Linked DNA regions of Sus scrofa: all the other regions are linked to region 3. Evidence: chromatin contacts called from public Hi-C and HiChIP or PLAC-seq data. All regions are on one chromosome and are shown on one strand. Each heading gives the region's core, a stretch centred on a gene start, on an enhancer-like site or on the middle of the called end of the contact. The rest is flanking DNA. Distances are from core to core; before and after follow the strand shown. Region 1 holds the start of SLC27A1 (solute carrier family 27 member 1). Region 2 holds the start of LOC100736865 (PLASMODESMATA CALLOSE-BINDING PROTEIN 4-like). Region 3 holds the start of CCDC124 (coiled-coil domain-containing protein 124). Region 4 holds the start of PGLS (6-phosphogluconolactonase). Region 5 holds the start of GDF15 (growth differentiation factor 15).

Evidence for each region. A called contact is a pair of places that touch in the nucleus more often than the background predicts. HiChIP or PLAC-seq counts read pairs in DNA pulled down with a chosen protein or histone mark.
Region 1: a contact with region 3 is called in a Hi-C map of liver, with 6 times the contacts expected there. The contact joins the promoter of SLC27A1 here to the promoter of CCDC124 in region 3. A contact is called at or near these places in 1 of 5 promoter capture datasets (fetal liver), 1 of 47 Hi-C or Micro-C datasets (liver) and 1 of 2 datasets of contacts at active chromatin or transcription factors (alveolar macrophages).
Region 2: a contact with region 3 is called in an H3K27ac HiChIP or PLAC-seq map of alveolar macrophages. The contact joins the promoter of LOC100736865 here to the promoter of CCDC124 in region 3. A contact is called at or near these places in 4 of 47 Hi-C or Micro-C datasets (embryonic fibroblasts, mesenteric adipose tissue, omental adipose tissue and 1 more) and 1 of 2 datasets of contacts at active chromatin or transcription factors (alveolar macrophages).
Region 4: a contact with region 3 is called in an H3K27ac HiChIP or PLAC-seq map of alveolar macrophages. The contact joins the promoter of PGLS here to the promoter of CCDC124 in region 3. A contact is called at or near these places in 1 of 5 promoter capture datasets (fetal liver) and 1 of 2 datasets of contacts at active chromatin or transcription factors (alveolar macrophages).
Region 5: an H3K27ac HiChIP or PLAC-seq map of alveolar macrophages shows a contact between it and region 3. The contact joins the promoter of GDF15 here to the promoter of CCDC124 in region 3. A contact is called at or near these places in 1 of 5 promoter capture datasets (fetal skeletal muscle) and 1 of 2 datasets of contacts at active chromatin or transcription factors (alveolar macrophages).

What each region holds. Positions count from the first base shown.
Region 1 is chr2:60,233,430-60,237,547 of Sscrofa11.1, forward strand. It overlaps SLC27A1 (solute carrier family 27 member 1), which reads right to left and starts at 2,159. Exons shown (of 13, transcript NM_001083931.1): 1 at 2,048-2,159; 2 at 137-304. The coding sequence starts at 303.
Region 2 is chr2:59,556,980-59,561,167 of Sscrofa11.1, forward strand. It overlaps LOC100736865 (PLASMODESMATA CALLOSE-BINDING PROTEIN 4-like), which reads left to right and starts at 1,928. Exons shown (of 3, transcript XM_005654894.3): 1 at 1,928-2,079. The coding sequence starts at 2,010. It overlaps KIAA1683, which reads left to right. Exons shown (of 2, transcript XM_021083531.1): 2 at 79-1,098. The coding sequence ends at 1,014.
Region 3 is chr2:59,830,311-59,834,411 of Sscrofa11.1, forward strand. It overlaps CCDC124 (coiled-coil domain-containing protein 124), which reads right to left and starts at 1,251. Exons shown (of 5, transcript XM_005654904.3): 1 at 1,140-1,251.
Region 4 is chr2:60,196,319-60,200,899 of Sscrofa11.1, forward strand. PGLS (6-phosphogluconolactonase) reads right to left here and starts at 1,719. Exons shown (of 5, transcript XM_021083556.1): 1 at 980-1,719. The coding sequence starts at 1,267.
Region 5 is chr2:59,409,415-59,414,092 of Sscrofa11.1, forward strand. GDF15 (growth differentiation factor 15) reads right to left here and starts at 1,942. Exons shown (of 2, transcript NM_001174056.1): 1 at 1,631-1,942; 2 at 1-390. The coding sequence starts at 1,913. LOC110259320 (a long non-coding RNA gene) reads right to left here. Exons shown (of 2, transcript XR_002341595.1): 2 at 4,592-4,678.

The sequences.
Region 1 (4,118 bases), core at 909-3,408, 400 kb after region 3:
CCCAGTCTCCGAAACCTCCCCCAACCCCAAGCCCCGAGGGTCCCCAACTCCGCCCTTGCAGCGTCCGTCTTACGACCAGCCCACAACCAGCCCGCCCCCAGCCCAAGCCCAGGGACCAGGCCCGCGCTGCACTCACAAGAGGTCACGCCTCGCGGTTTTGCAGACGATGCGCAAGAAACGCCAGCCGCCGCCGCCTACGTAAACGCCTAGCGCCGCCGCTGTACTCCAGGTCCACGGCAACCCCAGCAACCATAGCAGGACCAGAGACGCCACAGAAGCCGAACACGCACCTGGAGTCCGCATCCTGGGGAGGCGGAGAGCTCTGAGGCCCGAGCCCCGCCCCACGACCAGCCCAACTCCGCCCCCAGGTCGAGCTCCTCTCTTTTAGAGTAAGGCCCCGCCCCATGCGTGAGAATGGGCTTGTCTCATACAGACCCCGCCCCCAGGCCAGGGCTCCGCCCCGTCCCAAATTGGGCACGTCTCCTTACGCCTAGCCCAGCCTTTTCTGTCAATCATTAGCAAAGGCCACTCTCCCAGAAACAGCTCTTCCGTCCCGTCAGCCACTGTCAGGCCCACCCCAATCCTCTACGTAGCGACTATTCTGGGACCCAAGCTCCTCCCTAACGACTTGGCCCCCAAGCCTAGGCTCCACCTTGGCCCCCACCACAGACCCAGGCCATTCCTAGTCACTCGACCAGGTCCCGCCCCCATGCGACACTACACCTCTGTTCTTGGTCCCAGAATCCACCAGCCCAGAGTGCTTGGCTTTCCTCCAGGTGCCACCTCTACCCACCCCCACTATTCATTTGGCCCCGCCCACAAGCACAAACCCATTCCAGTTTCGCTCGTCAAGAACCAAGTTGGAACTATGACCACGCCCACAAGCATACGCCCCGCCCTCTCTGAATGAGGCCCCGCCCCTGTAACTGAAGCCCCGCCCCCAGCCTAGGGCCTAGCCGGCATTCCCGGGCCCAAGTTCTACTGGCACCGGCCCCGCCCTCAAGCTTTGAACCAGTCACCACCTTCCGGGCTTATTTCGTCCCACCTAGCAACCTAGGCCCCGCCCCACCTGCCCTCCGGGCAGGCTCTCTTCAGACCTGTCGGGCTTATAGCCCCTCTGCCGAGATCCGCCCCCTTCCGGAGGCCACGACCATAGAGAGGGCCCCTTGGCCAGAGAGACGACGGCCAACAAGACCTGGGGGCTAGAACGCCCCAGCAAGGACGGCCGCTGTCTCCATGACAACTAAATTTCTCCAGCTACCAGCTTCCCTTCCCTACCTCCCCATCCCTCCCTGCGTGGAGTTTAGGAAACCCGTGAGTGCCTCAGCCGAGAGGTATAGCTCCCAGGCGCCCCCGGCCCAAGCCCTAATGGCAACCAGGATCCCTACCCCTGCGGACTAGAAACGCCCAATTCACACTCAGGGCCTGCCTGTACTGGATTCTTGTTCTAAATGCAATTCCCAAAGCCTCTTCGGTTTTAAACACACTTTCCCGGAGTTCCTGTTGTGGCACGGCGGAACGAATCCGACAAGGAACCATGAGGTTGCGGATTCGATCCCTGGTTAAGGATCCCGCGTTGCCGTGAGCTGTGGCGGCTCAGATCCCGCGTTGCTGGGGCTGTGGTGTAGGCCGGCAGCTGTAGCTCCAGTTGGCCCCCTAGCCTGGGAACCTCAATATGCCGCCAGTGCAGCCCTGAAAAGCCCGCGCGGGGGGGGGGGGGGGGACGGGACCACATTCCAGGGATCTGGAACCCACAGCCTAGGCAAGAAGATCCAATCCCCATCTCACTCTTAAAGCTATATTCCAAGAACCCAGCTAAATTCCAAATCTATATCCCCACATCTTGTCAATTAAGTCTCAATGTTATCACTCCAGCACCCCAAGGAGAACAAAATCCACACACTAGGTCCCCACCCTTCCACAGAGTCCTAGGGTCCTAAACGCTCACCTAGAGACCCTAAAGCCCTCCCCCTGATCAGGCGAAGGCACGTGCTGGCCAGGCTACCCACCACCGTATTCCCTGGCTGACCTGGAGCTGCTCACTGACCTTCAGTCTTTGTTCTGTCGCCAGCTCCCAGAAGTTCAGGCAGTAGGCAGGCTGGGACAGTGAGGCTAAGACAGAGGTCCCTACACCTTCCGGGCTTCTGTTTGTGCAGACTCCTGGGGACTGCTCTGTGTTGTGCCCATGTGGGCCTCTGCCTTGGATCCCTCTCTCCAAGCTCCCTCTCTTCTGCACCCCTGCCCACCCCACCCTTGCTCGTTTTCTGCCCTGTTTGGCTGACCTTCTCAGCATTCTCCTTGGGAGGCAGCCAGGGCCTGCTTCCGGCACCATTTGGAGGACAGAACTGGGCAGGCGCTCACCCCCCTCTTCCCCAAGCTGCCATCAGTCCCTTCAGGCTGCCTAGGGTGGATGGAATGGGGATGAAGAGGCAGATGAGAGGTCTGGCACTGGTCCCCCTACTTTCTCAGCCAGGTGTCAGTGAAGTCAGCAATGCTCAGTAACCCCAGCCGCACTCTTATCCTGCCAGGTAGTGCTATTGTGATCACCCTATTTTACAGGTAAAGAAACTAAGGCCTTTTCTTGCTAGCTGGAGTTGAGATTCATTCGTTCACAAATGTGGGCAGAGGGGTTCCCTGGTGGCCTAGTGCTTAAGAATTTGGCACTGTCACTGCTATGGCTCGGGTTCTATGCACAACCAAAAAAAAAAGACAAATGTGAGGAGTTCCCACTGTGGCATGGTGGGTTAAGAATCTGACTTCAGGGCTCGGGTAACTGCAGAGGCACAGAATCAATCCTCAGCCTGGCACAGTGGTTTGAAGGATCTGGCATTGCTGCAGCTGCTGCATAAGTCAAAGCTGCAGCTGGGGTTCCATTCCTGGCCCGGGAAGCTCCATAGGCCAGGGGTGTGGCCATAAAACAAAACAAAACAAAACAAGAGTTCCCGCGGTCGTGGCGCAGCAGAGGCAAATCCGACTAGGAACCATGAGGTTGCAGGTTCGATCCCTGGCCTCGCTCAGTGGGTTAAGGATCTGGCATTGCCGTGAGCTGTGGTGTAGGTTGTAGATGCAGCTCGGATCCCTAGTTGCTGTGGCTCTGGCAGAGGCCGGTGGCAACAGCTCCAATTGGATCCCTAGCCTGGGAACCTCCATATGCCACGGGTGTGGCCCTAAAAAGACAAAAAAACAAAAAACAAAAAACAAAAAAAACCAACAACCACAACAAAAACAAATGTGGGCAGAGAACTTGCTCCCCTTTCTCCACTCCCTCCCCCTCCTCCTCTCCTTTCAGTCTTCCTTAAACTTCTCCTGCCTCTTCTTCATCTTGCCCTGATTCCCTCTGTTCCCCCAGTTTCCTCCCGCTCTCCTTGTGCCTCCCATTCTCCTTCCCCTCTTCAAGTTTCTCCCTCCCTTCCCTGCTTTGCTTTCCTCCACTTCCCCACCTTGCTCTTCCTCTCTCTATTCCCTCCCCTCCTCCACCCAGTCCTCCTTCCCCTCTCCCCTCCCGTCCCTCCTCCCCACCAGTCCCCTTCCCCTTCTCTGCCTTCTCTTCCTGGCTTCCCTCCTTCCCCCTTTTTCTTCCTCTGTCTTCTCCTCCCCTTCTCCCTACTCCCCCTTTCTTCCCTCTCCTCCTCCCTCCATCTTACTAAGCAAACTGAGCCCTGACTAAACAGTGCTCATCACAGTCTCTTCCAACTCTCCCCACACCTCCTGGAGATATACTGCTGGGTCCTCAGCCAGTAATCCCCAAATCTAAAAGGCTCTACACGTGGTTCAGCAACTAACGAACCTGACTAGGATCCCTGGGGATACAGGTTCGATCCCTGGCCTTGCTCAGTGGGTTAAGGATCTGGCGTTGCCATGAGAAGTGGTGTAGGTCGCAGACGCAGCTCATATCCCACATTGCTGTGGCTCTGGCATGGGCCGGCGGCTACAGCTCTGATTGGACCCCTAGCCTGGAAACCTCCATATGCCGTGGGTGCGGCCCTAATAAGACAAAAAATAAAATAAAATAAAATAAAAGGCTCTACAAACCCAATGGTTTTTTTTGTTTGTTTGTTTGTTTGTTTGTTTTATTTTATGGCCACACCCAAAGCATATGGAAGTTCCTGGGCCAGGGG
Region 2 (4,188 bases), core at 678-3,177, 270 kb before region 3:
CTGGTGTCTCAGGATTCTCTTAGTTCCAGGGCTCCTTTGGACAGTCACCAGCCATCCCTGACTCCCGCTGTACTCCAGGGCCCTGAGGACGCTGGCGTGTCTGGTGGCCAAGCGTGGAACTCCGCCATCCCCAGTGTCGCAGTCGGGCCCAGGAACAGCACCATAGTCCCTGGTGGCACATGGGAGCCAGCCAGGGGCACTGTGCCATGGGAGGCCACGGGCGGCAAGGCGGCGGTGGATCCCAGCCAGCCAGGGGAGCTGGTGGCGTCGGTGCAGGCTGTGGAGAAGATAATCATCCATGCCGCGGTCATTATCCAGGCGTGTACGCGCGGCTACCTGGTGCGCCGTACCATCAAGGTGTGGCACCAGTGGGCCATCATCATCCAGGCTGCCTGGCGAGGTTACTGCGTGCGGCGGGACTTGGCCCAGCTCTGTAGAGCCGCCACAATCATCCAGGCTGCGTGGAGAGGCTTCTGCGTCCGCCGGAGCCACACCCAGCAGATGCTGCTCCCAGCTGTGTGGGCTGCAGTGGGCGGGGGTGGGGGTGGGGCCAGGTCAATATCTGACCACCGCTGCTACCAGTCCTGCCAGCCACACGCTTGTAGCCTCTGCCAGTCCCTGAGCTCTGGGCTGGGGAGCCCACCCAGCGTGGTGATGCTTGTGGGTTCCAGCCCCCGTACATGCCACATGTGTGGCCACACCCTGCCCACGCGGGTGGTGCAAGGTACCGGCCGGGGTGCTGTAGTCCAGGCCAGCATGCCACGGGGCTGCAGCATCCAGCCAACCTCCCGGAGCCCCCCGCAACCCCATAGCCAGAACAAGGCAGCCACCACCATCCAGTCCTCCTGGAGGGGCTTCAGGGTACGCCGCCAGCTGAAGCAGCAGCAGGTAGCAGCTAAGATGCTTCAAGCGAGCTGGCGTGGTCGCTGCACCCGGGCCTCCCTCACCACGGATGCGCTCTTGGGCCCAGCAGCATGGGACAACTCACGGCACACGCAGTGGCCAGGCGTCTAGGACATTGGCTTACCGGTGGGGGGACACCAGGGCAGGAGCCATGTGGCTCTCTGGGTCTAATGAATAAAGCCCTCCACAGCCTGAGTCTTGGTCTACCTGTGCTTATGGGGCATCTTGGGCATGGTGTGTTGGGGGAATTAGGGGGGCATCTGGAACATCCTGGACAGGAGGGCCCCAAAACTTCCAACCATGGAGTTGGCACTTGGGGTCTGTGGCTGGGGAGCCCACCCCTAAGCCTTTCCTGGAGGTCAGGGCTGCCACTGTGGCCTCAGTGTGCCACGATATCCATCCATGATTACAGGAACAGTGTCAGATGGAGGCCATCCCCAGTGCCTTCCAGAAGCCAGTCTCTGGGGACCTGACCTAGAAGGGCCGTCATGAGTCCCTTGGCCCTTGAAAGTCCTATGGGTGCATGCATGTGTGCCTCATTCAGGAAATACCAGAGAGAGTTCTAGCCACATCTTGATCCAGGGCATGGGGGGGTGGGGGGAGGCTGGGTCTACCTCAAGGGACCCTAGTCTGGGTGAGGGAGAGCCAGACACAGACATCCTTAGTTGGTGGGATCAGGGACAGGGCAGAGAGGGAAGGCAAGGGCTGGGGACACCCAGAAGGGGCAGCCTGCCCAAGAGGAGGTGCAGCGGGCGGTGACAGCATGAGTTTGGAGCAGCCACAGAGGGGGACCAGAGCGGCGGGGGCACCAGGGGGAACTGGAAGGGGTAGAGGTGTCCTGAGGGACTAGGCAGAGTGTAACTGCTTCAGAGTCATGAACCAGGAGAGTTCGTTAGGAGAGGTGGGTAGGCCAGATGGAGAAAGGGGGTCAGGAGTGTCACCTCTGGTGAGCAGTAGCGCCCCCTGGAGGCCCTATGTCCCGAGGGTCCGCCTCTGACGCTCCCCTGAGCAGCCCCGCGTGCTGCCAGCAGGGGACGCGCAGGGGTAAGAAGCCGGCACCTGCCACACACCTGTGCAGAGCCCGCCCTCCGCTTCCCGTCGCAAGAATGGCGGGCTCCCAGCTGCCGCCGCTGCCTCTTCTGCTGTTGGTTCTCTTGCTGCCGCTGATACCTTCTGGTGAGAATTTTCTACTGACATTTCAGGTAAAAACAGGTAAAAAGGAGATCCGGCTTCCACGAAGCCGGAGAGGGCGTATGGCCTAGCCACACATCTGGCGGCTAGACTTCTCCCGCAGGCTGGTCTGCAGGTGCCCCCTATCTCCCAAAGGGCTGTTCTTTCTACCAGAAGTAAGGTGGGGAGGTCACGAGAACAGTGGGAACACTACAGCGTCTCCACCCCCTACCCCAGCCCAGAGAGCTCCCAGTTTTGCCAAGCCAGCGTGACCCGAACCAGGGAGAGGCTAGTTGAGTGCCTCACACCCAGTCTGAGGTTCTATTTCAAACCTCAGTTTCTCCTAGCCAGTCCTCAAAGAGTAGGGACGCCAGGACCATGAGGAGGCGGGGTGGGCAGGAGGAGGGCTCACTTTTTGGTCACTGAGCATCTATGGCCCCTGGGAGTTCTTGGCGCCTGACAGTTACTTTCTGCTTCACTTTGAGACAGTTCCCAGGGCAGAGAAGAAATTATTGCAGCCCTTCCCATCCCACCAAGTCATCATTCCCTCTGACCCACGTCCCCACCCCAAACCTGGAATGTCAGAGTGGCGGCCACCAAGCCTGAGACTCTTACAGCGAAGACTTCACTCAGAAGGCAGTACATTTGTCCCCATTTCATAGCTCAGGAAACTGAGGCTCAGCCTGTGGTGGACCCAGATTAGAACTAGTTGACTTGGCTCATGCCAGCCTCCTGGTCCAGGAGTCTCTGGGCAAGGCAAACTCCTGGCACAGTGTGCAGAAACAGCCCCACTTTACCTTCTGGTCAACTCTGCTCTGTGCCAGGTACTCAGTGGAGCTTGTGCCCCCACCACCACCTCCTCTTTCCAGGTCCATTAGTTTTCCTCCGTTCAATTGAAAAATTTAACTCCTCAGACGTCTGGTTTGGCTTAGGGTCCACTGTGGCCCGAGTCATCTTCATTTCAGCAGAAACCTCTCGTCCTCTGGATTCATCTTCAAATGATGGTGGGAGGCAGTTTGGGGAGGCTGGACTCTTAAGTCCTTGGTTTCTTTGAGGTCCTTAAGGGGCCCTCTTCCCTCTCTCTCTGTCACCTCAGGCCAGATGTTAAACTATTCTAAGCCTCAGTTCCCCACCTGTAAAATGGGGATGAAATAAGGCTAGTGCACCATGCTACTTCTAGACTCATCTGTCATCCCCACAGGGCCTGGGAAATTGGACCGAGAAATGGAGGTCTGTTTATGAACCAAGCTCCCTCCTGGGCCCAGTACTGGATGTTATTTCCGCATTTCTACTGCTTGGGGTGAGGCAGGGTAGAAGCACAAAGATCAGTACAGGGCAGAGTGGGTAGGGGTGGGGCAGGGAGTAGTTGATGAATGAACTTGCAAGCAGTGAAGCTGCCCAGCAGCCTGGAACTGGAAAGGAAGTAATTGTGGGCAGTGAGTCATGAACTCTTTACCCACCCTCAGCCTGGCCCCGGGGCTCAACGTTTAGGATGGGGTAGGAGCTAGGGAGTAGCTGGAGCAAGGCAGTGGGGGCTTCAGAGCCTTGATTCACTCACTGTTCCTTTTGCGTCCCCTTAAAACTCTGAGTTTAGCCATGGGACCTTCCAGGTACCTGGGGAAGAAGGTTAGGGCTGATCCTCCTTGGGTGCTCAGAGGTGGCTCTGTGCCTGCTTGCAGCATTGTGTCGCTATGTGCCAGACACCTGTGTGACTTCTCAGAGTCTCTGACTTCCTGTGATGTCCATTTTACAGACAGAGAAACGGAGTCCCAGAAAGTTTAAAAGAGTTGCCCAGCGTGCTGCCTGCGGGTGTAGCCATTCCCTATATCCAGAGGGCATCTATCTTCAGAGCCCTGAATAGGGGGCAGGGAAGGTCCAAGCCGGATTGGATGTCAGATAAGAGACTTCAGACAAGGGCACTTTGGTTTCCCACTGAGCACTCATATGGTGCACTAAGTCCTCCAGATCACCCTAGGCAGTGGGTGTGTACTGTCTGGTGTAATAGGGAAAGAGGCATCCAGAGGGAGGTGGGGAGTTCCTGTTGTGGCTCAGCGGGTTAAGAACCTGACTAGTATCCATGAGGATGCAGGTTTGACCCCTGGCCTTGCTCAGTGG
Region 3 (4,101 bases), core at 1-2,500:
AAAGACACCAGAGCTCACTCTCTCCACCATGTGAGGACACAGTGAGAAGATGGCCGTTTGCAAGTCAGGAAGAGAGCCTGCACTGGGAACAAACCTTGAATTTAGCCTTCCCAGCCTGCACAATTGTGAGCAAATACGTTTCTGTTGTTTAAGCCACCCAGTCTGTAGTATTTTGTTATGGCAGCTGGTGCTAACTAATACAGTTTTTCTTCTTTGTTCGATAAATGCTCTCTCACACACTTTGTCATTCAGTAAACACGCACCGAGCACCTAGCATTACGTGTGGGATGCTGGGGAAAGGCATTGCTGATGGGCTTCCTGATTTAATGGAATTCCCAGGCTGGCTGAGAGACAGACAATAAGAATGGTAACTCAAGATCAGAGCTGTGGTGGGGACAAGCAGGTGCTAGGGAAGCTGGGAGGGGGCTTCCGACCTGTCTGTGGAGAGGTGGGAAGGGCGTGTCAGAGGGCTTCCTGGAGGAGACAGCTAAGAAAAGGCCTGAGGGAGTGGGGAGCCCCAAGCCCCCAGAAGTGTGGGGGAGCCAGGCTGGGAAAGGGGGATTTGTATTCCAGGGTTTGGGGAAGGTGCGGAGGGCGTCAGAGCCCTCTGGGCTTGGTGAGGAGGTGAACTGGATGAGTGAGACAGAAGCAGGGAGCTCAAGCAGGGGGTCTGGCTAAGCAGGGGTTAGTTAGGAGGGAGTCAAGAACCACGTGGTTGAGCGGTTGTGAAAGTAAGAGAGAGAATAAAAGATGAAACTCAACGCTGCCTCCTCCAAGAAGTCCTCCAGATACCTCTTCTGGGCTCCCCCAGACCGTCATCCTCTTCCCAGTCCTGACCCCATTACAAGAAGCCAGGGACGTCTGTACTCAGCACTGTTACCCCAAGTTTGTAAGCTGCTGAGGGAAGGGCTGGAGCTAGGTGGCCTAGAACAGAACACTGTCTCTCTGGGTCTCAATCGCCCGCTCAGGGAAATGGGGATAGCCTCCGCGGGAGCCCTGGAGCCTGGGGACCAGAGGTGCCCCCGTCTCTGAGCACCCCATCTCCAGCCCTTCCAGATGGGTGGTCCCAGACCCAGCAGCCTCGCGGGGCCCACCCGCACCCCGCCCCTCGGCTCCGCCCGCGCCGCCACTGTTCCTACCTCCTTCCCCCGGCGCCGGCCCGGTCGCGCCTCTGTGACGTCACCGAGGGGGGCCTGCGCTCAGAGCCCCGGGCGGCGCGCGCTGATTATGTCAGAGCTCCGTCGCCATCTTGGTAGAGAAAATACTGCCCTGGTCTCCAGTCCAAGTCCAGGAAGTTAGCCGTTTCTTTGTCTCTTCAGGGAGCGAATATTGTATAAACGCTCCTCCCCTGCGCTTACTTCAGATATTAACAAGTCAGGAGAGAAGATTAAAAGCTACAATCTAAAGCATTGCCTTTACCAAGATGGCCGTTGTCCAGATGAAAAATGGTTCCCTCGGCTTCACACGTGAGTTTAGTGGCCTCAGCCAGGAGTTGCTTGGCCGCCAGGGCGCGCCGGAACCCGCGGTCTACGCGTGGTTGGTTGATCCCCTTATCCAGAGGAAGCCTCTCAGGCAGGCTCTTCGCTGTCGCAGTCGCTTTGTGCTTTGAAGACTCTCATCTAGCCCACATTTTTTTGCCTCCCTTGTGCGAAGCTTAAAGTGGGAGGGAGCAGATTAAAGGGACAGAAATTAAAACACTCTGCGCTTTCCAGGTTCAGAGAACAGAAATTGAATTTGGGAGTTCCCGTCGTGGCGCAGTGGTTAACGAATCCGACTAGGAACCATGAGGTTGCGGGTTCGGTCCCTGCGCTTGCTCAGTGGGTTAACGATCCGGCGTTGCCGTGAGCTGTGGTGTAGGTTGCAGACTCGGCTCGGATCCCGCGTTGCTGTGGCTCTGGCGTAGGCCGGTGGCTACAGCTCCGATTGGATCCCTAGCCTGGGAACCTCCATATGCCGAGGGAGCGGCCCAAGAAATAGCAAAAAAGACAAAAAAAAAAAAAAAAAAAGAAATTGAATTTGACCAAAGTAATGGAAAGACTCAAATTCCTCCGGGACCATTCTCCTGGATTGCTATCACCCCCCCCACCCCGCTTTGTTTTGTTTTGTTTGTTTATGGCAGCGTCCAGGGCATACGGAGATTCCAGGCCAGGGATCAGACTGGCCACACAGCAGTGACCTGAGCCACAGCAGTGACAGTGCTGGATCCTTAACCCGCTGAGTCACCGAGGGAATTCCACATATCTTGCTCTTTTATTTTATTCAGCAATAGGTTTGGGGGGCCTCTTTGTCCAGGGCACCTGTATTTGTGCATTCACTAAGCCTCAGGGTCCTTCTCTGTAAAAATGGTTATATTAGGGGTCTGAGGATGACTGTACTGGGCCTGGCTGTAGGAAGAGAAGCAGGGCATGGATTTGGGGGCAGTTTAGGCAGGACAAGTTGACCACAGAGTTTGTTCTCCCGAAGGCAACCCCAGTGACACCTCAGGGACCTAAATTGGATCCGTGTATCTCCCCTGCTCTCAAGCCCCAAGTGGATCCCTACTGGCCTGCAAGACTGACCTCACCTCCCATTCCTCCTCATCCCCATTCTTTCTCAGCTCCAACCACATCAGCCTCCTTTCTCAAAATGCCAGATGAAGTCCCGCCTCAGGGAATTGGTCAGTGCTATTCCCCCTGCCCCTAGCTTTTTCCATGAATGACCCCTTCATTTTCTTCAGGACTTTGACCAGATATCCCTTCCTAAGAAGGACCTTACCTGGCCTCCCCAGGAGTTGGTGCCCCACCCCGGCCCTCTTTTTATTTCCTTCATAGCATCAGCCATTCACCTGGAACGATATTTGAGAAGAAGGCACTCAACATGAACATTTTATTGTTGTTCAGTATAGGGTGGGGAATGGAGGAGCCAAAGGCAACACCTAATTAAGCTTCTACTGGTAAAGAGCCAGTCTTTAAAAAGAAAAAAAAATTTTTTTTTTCTTTTTTCTTTTTTTTTTTTTTCCAATTTAAAGAAAGAGCCAGGCTTGTCACACCTTCCTGAGGACTGGGAACCTGTTATGTCTATTGACATAACTGAGGAGTACAGGTCAAGTGAATCGTTCCAGAACAAGCTAAGTCTTCTGCAGGGTGACTTCTGCCACCTCCCAGGCTACAGGGCATAGTTCCCATTCCTGAGGACTCCTGACTTCTATTGTTCTGACATTTTATAGCTCTTAAACGCTTGCATTCTCAAGTAAGCGTTGAGGTTCTACTCTGTGCCTGTGCTGAGACCACAAAAGTAAATGAACAGACACAGTCCCTGGTCTCCTGAGGCTCAAAGTCAGGAAGTCATACCAAAAAAATTATGATCCTAACATTGGCCAGAAGATGTACCGTGCTTTGAAAGTGAACATAAAGCGTGCAGGCAGATTTTGTGTGATGCACATAGTTTTATATGACACAATGATTCATTTTATTTCTCTTTATGTTTGTGTATGTAGGCATACAGGGGTATATGAATATACAAATATATGGAGTTATACTCTAAAATCCTACCTTGCTAATTGCTATGTGAATAATGTACACAATGAAGAGAATTTGAACTTGGGGCCTTTTTTTTTACCTGTAAATTGCCTGTTTCGTCGTGTTGAGATGAGTAGATGTTGCCTTTTGTCCCCCAGATACTGTTGACTCACGCTTTTTGAAATGTTCCCAAGTTGGTTTTTTTGGGGGGTTTTTTTGGTTTTCTTTTTAGGGCTGCGCCTGCTGCATGTGGAAATTACTAGGCTAGGGGTCTAATCAGGTGCAGCTGCTAGCCTACACCACAGCCACAGCAACTCAGGATCCGGGTCACGTCTGCAACCTACCCACAGCTCATGGCAACACCAGATAGATCCTTAACTCACTGAGTGGGGCCAGGGATCAAACCCTCATCCTCATGGATACTAGTCAAGTTATTACCTCTGAGTCACTACAGGAACTCCCCAAATTGTTTTTTGAAAGATTCCTTACTTTTGAGGAAAAAAAGTTCCTAATAACTATTGTTTGTTACTATGAAAATTTCTTGTCTTTGAGACTTAAATCTTTTCTCTGACAGATGTCATTTCCCAAATTTAGCCTTCAAATT
Region 4 (4,581 bases), core at 469-2,968, 370 kb after region 3:
CAGTAACCTTCAGGAGACCAGCAGCAAACTTCTATAAAATGAGTTATGGCTATATGCACCTCCCCTTTCAACTTTATGACATATCTTGATAGTCCCCCTCTCCTCTTTGGCACAGTATTTCAGAGCTGTCTGAAATACTGCCTCCTGAGCTATAGTTAAGTGGACAAAAGATATCACAGTTATCTGGTAGTGCAGCCACTCCCAAGGGTGAGCTGGTGAACCCTAAGGGAACTCAGGAAAGAAAGAAAGCAGACTGGCCCACAGCTGAGGTGCCTATCAACGGAGTGATTCCAGTAAAGCCACACACTGACTTCTTCCCATAGAAACTGGTCTTCTGTAAATCAGGTTTCCGTGTAAATCTTTTGTTCTTACTACCAGACCTTTGTTGAAAATTCTCCTATATACCCTAGCGACCTGCCCCTCCCAGCCCCGCCTCCTTGGAGGTTGCTCAGGGCTACCTGAGATGCTGTCTCCCAGGCTTAGGTCCTAATTTTGTTTTTTGCCCCCAATAAAACTTAACTCAGCTTTCAGGTTGTGCATTTTTTTCAAAGTGGACACATACCAGATCCCTCCTGCCTGGCTCTTCTTTCAATGCTTTTGCACGCTACAAGGCTGCTGGCGCCAGAACTTCTTTAGGACCCTGCAATGGAGCACTCTGTTTCACCTCCACGCTTTTGCCCATGCCATTCCCTCTGGCCGGCTACCAGATAAAGCATCAAGGGGCTTAAAGGTCTCCACTGCTCCGCCCAGAGGGCAGTGGAGGTGCCGTCCAGATGGGACCTTGAGGAACCCAGATGACAGTTCCCAGCTCAAGTCCAGACAGAGGCGGGGCACAGTGTGACCCTGCATGACCTCCGTGGCCGGTTTCAGGCGGTGGGCGCAGCCAGCTTGAAATGACCCCCAGGGGCCCCCGTAGCTGCGTTCGTAGGACGGGGGCGGCCCTCTTAACGTGACCCCCAGCGGCCCCCGTAGCTCTCACCCGGTAGAGCCCGTACGTGCTCTCGGCGTGCTCGAAGGGCACCAGGCGCTCGTCGCAGAAGCCCAGAGTCCAGCGCGCGAGGTTGGCGGCCCCGGCCGGGGCAGCGGAGGCGGGCAGCTCGCGGGCCAGCATGGAGACAAGGCTACCGCCTGACAGGCCAAGCGCGAAGCGGCCGCGGGCCCCCGCCAGGCAGCACGCTGCCTGCTGCGCTACCAGTTGCGCCAGCGACGCGCCCAGCTCCTGCGGGCTCGAGAAAACCGAGATGAGGCCGGGGGCCGGCGCGGCCATGGCGGCGGCGGCGGCGGCGGCAGCAGGGAGGCGGAAACCCTCCCGGCAGCCACCAGTGCGTCTGCGCAAAGGCCAGTTCTGCCACACAGCGCTCCCGGCCTTTGGGCGGCTGTCTTAGGCACATGCGCAGTCCCACGAGTGAAGTCCTGGCAGGCCGTGCAGTCTGTCTGGCTGCGCTTCTTTCACTCTGCAGGGTGTTTAAGCTCTATCTTGGGCTGCAGCAGGCTCGCAGTGCGCTCAACTTCCCAGTGTCAGGAGGCGGGGCCGCAGAGGGGAATTCAGAGCATCCAGGCTCCTAGAAGGGGACCTGGGGTGTGATGGAGTGGAGGGAGGAGATGGGAGATTTCCCGGAGGAAGGTGTATTTTTGGTGGACGTTGAAATTCCTGAACCTTCTAACGTGTTTATCTTGGTGTGTGTTGTCTCTCTCTCTCTTTAAAATATAAGCTTGATCCATGAGACGCGTGGTCAATCCCTGGCCTCTCTCAGTGGGTTAAGGATCTGGCGTTGCTGTGAGTTGCGGTGTAGGTCGCAGATGCGGCTCAGATCCCTCCTTGCTGTGGCTCTGGCGTAGGCCGGGGACTACAGCTCGGATTCGATGCCTAGCCCGGGAACCTACATATGCCGCTGGTGCGGCCCTAAAAGCCAAAAAAAAAAAAAAAAAAAAAAAAAAAATATATATATATATATATGTATGCATGTATGCTTGATGAGGCGAGGGATATTTGTTTTGTTCACTGAGTCCTTGAAAGCTCTCTGAACTCAGTTAACAGAATGAAAATAGACTTGTTGAATTTCTCCTGCATATTCTCCCTGGAGACCTCTTTGTGTCTCTGAGGACTCAGAAGCCTCCATCCTGGCTCTGGCCTGGAGAAGTTCCGGAACTGCGGCAAGTGGACCTTGGTTAATAAGATAGAGTATGCAGGGGATAACATGGGCAAGGAGGGCTGGAAGGGGCAGGAGGCCTGGTGGGCCAGGGCAGCCTGACCACATATCAAAGCCAGGGAGTTTAGGAGTGTGTAAGTGCAATGAGATTTGCATGGGTAGTGCATCTTTAAAAGCAGTAGCAAATTAAAACAATTCTATTTACAGCAGCATCAAAGAGAGTACTTAATAAATTTAGCAGAAGAGGTGCAAGACTTGTACCCTGAAAATCAAAACTTTGCTGAAAAAGTTTTTTAAATGATCTAATTAAATGAAAACATATCCCATGTTCACAGATTGGAAGATTTCATAATGTTAAGACAGCAACCCTCCCCAGATTGGCCTATAGCTACAGCACGATCCCTATCAAAATTCCGAGAGACTTTTTTGTAGAAAATGACAAGCTTATCCTAAAATTCATATGGAATTGCAAGGGACCCCAGAATAGCCAAGCCAATCTTGAACTAAATTAGGGGACTCAAACATCTTGATTTCAAGATTACTACAAAGGGAGTTCCCATTGTGGCACAGTGGAACAAATCCAACCAGGGACCATGAGGTTGAGGGTTCAATCCCTGGCCTCGCTCAGTGGGTTAAGGATACAGCGTTGCCCTGAGCTGTGGTATAGGATCCTGCGTTGCTTTGGGTGTGGCATAGGCTGGCAGCTATAGCTCCAATTCGACCCCTAGCCTAGGAACCTCCACATGCCATGGTTACGGCCCTAAAAAGCAAAAAACGAACAAACAAAACACTACAAAGCTACAGTCATCAGTGTGGTATTGGCATAAGAATAGACAACTATATCAGTGGGATAGAGCTGTGATATAAAAGCAGCAAACCATATGTCCATCATCAATGGATCTTCAACAAGGGTGCCAGGACCATTCAAGGGGAAAAAGAATAATCTTTTCAACAAGTGGTAAAGTAGTGGGACAACTAGACTGTCACTTGGAAAAGAATGAAGTTGAACCTCATAGTAGGCGAAATGATGGGCCTGAAATTTGTCCACTTCCTAACTCCTGAAACCTGTGAATGTTAGATCACTTGGCAAGGGGAATTAAGGTTGCAGATAGAATTAGGTTGCTAATCAACTGTCCTTAAAGGAGATTACTTGGGTGGACACAGTGTAATCACAAGGGTCACTAAAAGTGGAAGGAGGACCAGAGAACTGACAGCATGAAACAGACTCAACCCACTGTTGCTGGCTTTGAAGACGGAGGAAGAGGCTATGAGCCAAAGAAGATGGGCAGTATCTAAACACTGGAAAAGGAAAAGGAATGGGTTCTCTCAGAAGCTCCACAGGGAATGTGGCCCTACCAAACCTTGATTTTAGCCAAGTAAAATCCATTTCTGACTTCTTAACCTCCAGGAACTATAAAATAATTGGTGTTATTTTAAACCACTAAGTATGTGGCGATTTGTTACAGCAGCACTAGAAAACTAATACAGATCCCTACCTCACACCATATATAAAAATTAAAATTGATCAAAGACCTAAACGTCAGAGCTAAAACTAAAAAAATTTCTTACAAGAAAACAAATGAGTAAATCTTTATGACCTCGGGTTAGACAATGACTCCAAAAGCAAGAGCAACAAAAGACAGGTAAACTGGTTTCATCAAAATGAAAAACTCTTGTCTTTCAAAAGATACCAAGAAAGGATACCAGGACAGTGAAAAGACAACGCATAGGATGGGAGAAATTTGAAATCATCCATCTTATAATATTTGAGTGTACTGAATATGTTAAGAACTCTTACAACTCTAAAAAGAGAACCCAGGAGTTCCTGTCGTGGCACAGCAGAAACAAATCCGACTAGGAACCATGAGGTTGTGGGTTCAATCCCTGGCCTTGCTCAGTGGATTAAGGATCCTGCATTGCCATGAGCTGTGGTGTAGGTCGCAGATGCAGCTTAGATCTGATGTTTCTGTGGCTGTGGTGTAGGCCAGCAGCTGTAGCTCTGATTCAACCCCTAGCCTGGGACCCTCCATATGCTATGGGTGAAGTCCTAAAAAAGCAAAAACAAACAAAAAAACCCAAAAACAACAACAACAAAAAATACAAGATACTACTCCATACCCACTAGAATGTCTCCAATAAAAAAATAAGTGCTGACGAGGTTGTGGGAAATCGGAACATTCAACCACCGCTGCTGGTGGGAATAAAAAACAGTGCAGTCACCTTGGAAATCAGCCTGGCAGTTCCTCAACAGTTTAAACATAGAGTGTGTTTAACCATAGTGTGACCTAGGAGTTCCCGTTGTGGCTCAGTGGTTAATGAATCCGACTAGGAACCATGAGGTTGCAGGTTCGATTCCTGGTTTCGCTCTGTGGGTTAAGGATCTGGCATTGCCATGACCTTTGGTATAGGTTGCAGACACAGCTTGGATCCC
Region 5 (4,678 bases), core at 692-3,191, 420 kb before region 3:
CCCAGCCTAGGTCCTCCAACGACGCGCGCAGGCTCTGCAGGCGGCAGCAGCGCCCTGTCCCAAGCGGGCAACCGTCCCGGGTGTGCGCATGCGTGTTACGGCGCCCCCTAGTAGAGCTTGGCCGCCAGTGCAGCTCAAGCTGGGGCTGTCCAGCGGGCAACGCCTCCAGCAGCTGGTCCGGTCGCTGCAACAGTCGCAGGTGTATTGCCGAACCTCGGGAACCTCCGACGCTGAGCTGACGCCGTAGTGGTCGCGTCACGTCCCACGAGCTCCGAGCCGTCGGGGACAGTCGGAGAAGGGCCCGATGCAGGCGGGAGGCTGCGGGGAGCCCCTCAGTTAAGTTGACGCGAGGGATGCGCAGGTGCAGGTGGCCGCCTGGCCCAAGTCGAACTATAGGAGAGAGGAAAGCCAGTCACTCACGAGAGTATTGTGTGCCGGGCGCGGGGAGGGGTAGGGGAATGCCCATTTCTTCCAACACTCCAAGCTGAATCCCAGATCAGGGCCTTTGCACGAGCTACTTCCTCTACTGGCCATGCTCTTGCTCTGAATCTCTGCATGGCTGATTACACATCCCTCCAGCCTGCCTGAAATAGACACAGTCCTATTTTACTTCGTTGTGTAGCATCTGTCTCCGCCACCAGAATCTCAGCAAGGGTTTCTGTCTGCTTGGTCACCACTGCGCCTGGTACACAGTAGGTGCTTACTTGATACTTGCAGGAATGAATGCATATCTCATCTTTAGACAGACTAAGTGCCTACAAAAGGCCCTGGGGATACAGCAGCTACTGTGTTTTCAACTCTCTGGATCTATCTGAGAAATGAAGGGTACCTGGCTCCCCAGAATTCTCAGACTTCCAGGTTGGTACAGATGTTGGGGACACTGGAGAGACTGAGGTTTGAGGACTCTCAACCCAGTCAATAGGCTCAGAGGGGGAGAGAGGTTTACATGGAGTTCCTCAGCACAAGTGGAATTAGGGCGGGATAAGAACTCTCTGCCTAACACCCTTCCCTCAACCCCTCCCCTCAACCCCTCTCAGTTCTTAAGAGCAGCCCAGATCTTGCGCCCCCTCTGCCCTCTGGAGGCTGGGTGGAGGGCATGAAAATACTCCACTTCTTCCCTAGGGAACCAGTCACGTGCAATTTCAGCAGTGTCTTGGCGCGCGATTGCATCAGATTCGGAACCAGCCCAAGCAGGTTCTGCCCATCTCTACGCACCGTTCTGTCTCCGCCCCCTCTCCTCCCTTCCGCCGGACCCCTGGATCTTACTCCCCTGGAAATCCCCCTACTATCCTTTCCTTACATCCAAGGGCAGGGACCACGGCCCCGCGCCCGACCTTGCGTCTGGGTTCTCCAGGCTCTGTGAGCCTTCAGTAGAGTCGCTGGATCCTCTGGCCTTAGTTTCCCCATCTGCGCCGCGGAAGGTGTTGTAACATCTCAGATTGGCTAAGCCCCGCCTCGTCCTTCTGCAAACCCGGCCGTTACCTCCCCCATCAGCCCCAAGGTGGGACGTAGCTGCTCCGTTCACAGGTAGGGAAACTGAGGCTGGGCCGCTAGCCTTGGGATCTGTGTCTCAGAACAATTGGTGAGATGATGAGTGCTGCCCAGAGTGGGGTCTCCCAATTTTACTCACACTTTGGAGTGACTATCCGGACTTGAGGAGCGGGGATGAGGTTCGGGTTCGAGTCTTCCCAGGTCTGGTTCGCTCGAAGCCGGGTCAGCAAATCTTCGTAGCGTTTCCGCAACTCCCGGAATCTGGAGACATCTGAACTGGAGTGCACGTCTGAGGGTCCCGGTAAAGCTGGGAGGTGCTCCTGGGCCAGAGATAGGGCGCCTCCCGACGGCAGCCAGGAGAGCATCAGCAGCATCAGCAGCGTCGGAGAGCGGCGCGGTGGTGATGGTAGCTGCCCAGGCATGACTCTGACGGTTAAGCACTAAGCTGGGACTGACCGGACGCTGCTGGACCGGCCTTTATAGTCCCCGGACTTTGTCCGCCCCTGCCTGCCTGGTCCCGCCCGCCGTGGGTGCAGAGTAAACACTCCAGGGACCACAACTGGGAGGAGTCTTCGGGTGCTTTTCATGGGGTGGTGCTTTTGATTGGGGGGGGTGATACTAGGTATGCTGGGGAACCCCCCTAAGCTCCACACCAAGCCTCAGTATCCTCTGCTGTGAAATGAGGACATCATCTCAGCTAGGTGGGCTGGCGGAAAGAATAATTTTCTCAGAAAAGATTTATTACTATGTGCTAAACTCCATAGCAAGAGCTTAAGAGGTAGTAGCCTTCTTCCTCCATGGGAGTCCATCTCTCCCCTCTCTGCTTAGGGTCAAAGGCTGAAGATAGTGAAGAACAAAGGAAGTAGAGGGAAAGGGGCCAGAAAGAGCCAGGAAATGCAACCTGGAGTAAGTCACTCCTCTTCATCGCACCTCTATTTCTTCATCTGGAAAATTAGGATTGAGACTTTCCCTGGAGAGAAGGTCAAATGAGGTGTAAAGGACAGGGCCAGGCACATAGCAGGTGCTTGATAAACTGTATGTTTTTGCAGTTCCTCAGCTGAGGAACTCCTATCCATTCCTCAAAACCCTACTCAAAAAGCCCTCCTCCAGGAAGCCTTCTCTGACATTATCTTTTCATGCTCAGCAGAGTGTTTCCAACTCATCCCTTCCTCCAGCCCAGCCCTGACCCCACAGCACTGGGAGTGTGTGTGCTTGGTTCTGTCTGCCCCAGACAGAGCTTCTTGAAGGCTTGGGCAAGGATGAAGGTCCTCTGGGCCCCAATCCCTTAGCTGGGCCCAAAGAGGAGGTGGCAGAAAATTAGGGTGCTGGGGCCTAGGGAAGGGAGGACCGGTGCCAGGTGCAGCCACCAGATGATGGAAGGAAAGGGGGTGTCCCAGAAATACACTTCTCCCTGGGGCACCTAGACCTAGACCTTGCTCTACTGCTCAGGACTCCTGGCCCCAGGCATCATTCCTGGGCCTGTTTCCAGCCCCCTGACTTCAGAGGGGATGGGCAGATGTGCAAGGCAGACTGTGGGTGGGTGTAAAGTGTGACAACAGTGTGTGCAGGCAAGAGATTCAAGGACTTGTTGGGGGTCACACAGCAAGGTTCCCAGGGAAGAACACAGTCCCAGCCTCCTGCATATCCAGGAGTACCCACTTGCTACGTGAGCCCAGTCAAGCCTCTGACACTCCTATCTCAGTCTCAGCCTCTGCAGTGGGGTTTGTCACCCAGTGGGGTTGTCATCCCTGGGGATGCTCTCGGTTTAGTAAACACCCCTGGTCACGCTATCATCCTGACCGTGGCCACTGGGAGGCTGGGCCTCTTGCGCCACCAGCTTGGCATACATAGTAAATGCTCAGTAAAGGGTCCAGAGCTGACCAGATAGGCAGTCACCCTGCCATGCCCCCTGCAGGGGCTGGGTCCCAGAGGTAAAGCAGAGTGCTAAATAATTCTAATGTGGCTAGGGCAGGTCAGCAAAAGGTAAAGATGCCCAGGACTAACTGTGGGTGGGTGGGGCAAAGGGAGCGCTGTCTGAGGCAGCGTCTCTACAAGATCAATAAGGGTGAGAAGCCAACATTTGCTGGACTCCAGGCTGTTCACATGGATAAAGGAGCAAAGCCTCAGAGGGTCAAGTGTGTGCACAGGGCTGTAGGGGGTGACCCCCACAATGGGGACCTGGCACAGGATCAGTCTTTGGCTGGGCCATCTCTCTCTCTCTCTCTCTCTCTCTCTTTCGCTCTCTTTTTTTTTTTTTTTTTTTTTTTTGCTTTTAGGGCTGCACCTGTAGCATATGGAAGTTCCCAGGCTAGGGGTCAAATCAGAGCTGCTGCTGCCAGCCTATGCCACAGCCACAGCAACGCAGGATCCAAGCCATGTTTGCGACCTACACCACAGTTCATGCCATCACCAGATCCTTAACCCACTGAGCGAGGCCAGGGATCAAACCCACATTCTCATGGATACCAGTCAGGTTCATTACACTGAGCCACAATGGGAACTCCCTGGAACATCTCTTTACCTGACATCTCTTGGCTTGTGATGGGATTCTGAATTTCCCCAGTGGTTAGTTTTGCCCAAATTTCAAAGCCTCATGAAGAGTTTGCCCTGATCTGTGTCCCAACAACCTGGACAGTTGATGACTCCAGAGAGGTCAGTCTAGGTTCACATGCCCACGCCTCCTCTTCCTAGCTGTGACGTGTGCAACAAGGAGTTTTAACTGCAAAGCCTCAGTTTCCCTATTTGTAAAAAGTGGTGATGTCACCCCCCTCACAAGATTGTGTGTGAGTGGGAATTCTGCACACACGGGGGTCAACACAATCACCACTCAAATCTCAGCACCCACCTCTCTAGCTGTGTGATCACTGGCAAGTTACTCAACCTCTCTGTGCATCAGAACAGAGGCAGTGGGTTGCAGGAGGGAGAACGCTCAGTACAGAAATCCTCTCCTCATTATCCATCCAGCAGACCACAAACCGAGCACCAGGTCATACACCAAGGACAGAAATACTGGTGATTCGGAGTCCCCTCTGCCAGCTGAGGACCCCAGGCTGAGGATGACCCTGGTGAACGCCAGCTTCTCACAAAGACACGCAAGAAATTGCACATTTCAAGTGTTTTATTTGCTTCCTGGGGTGTCAAGTTTGGGGTTTCCCAGGGCCCAGCCCTCAGCAAAGTCTGGCAGACC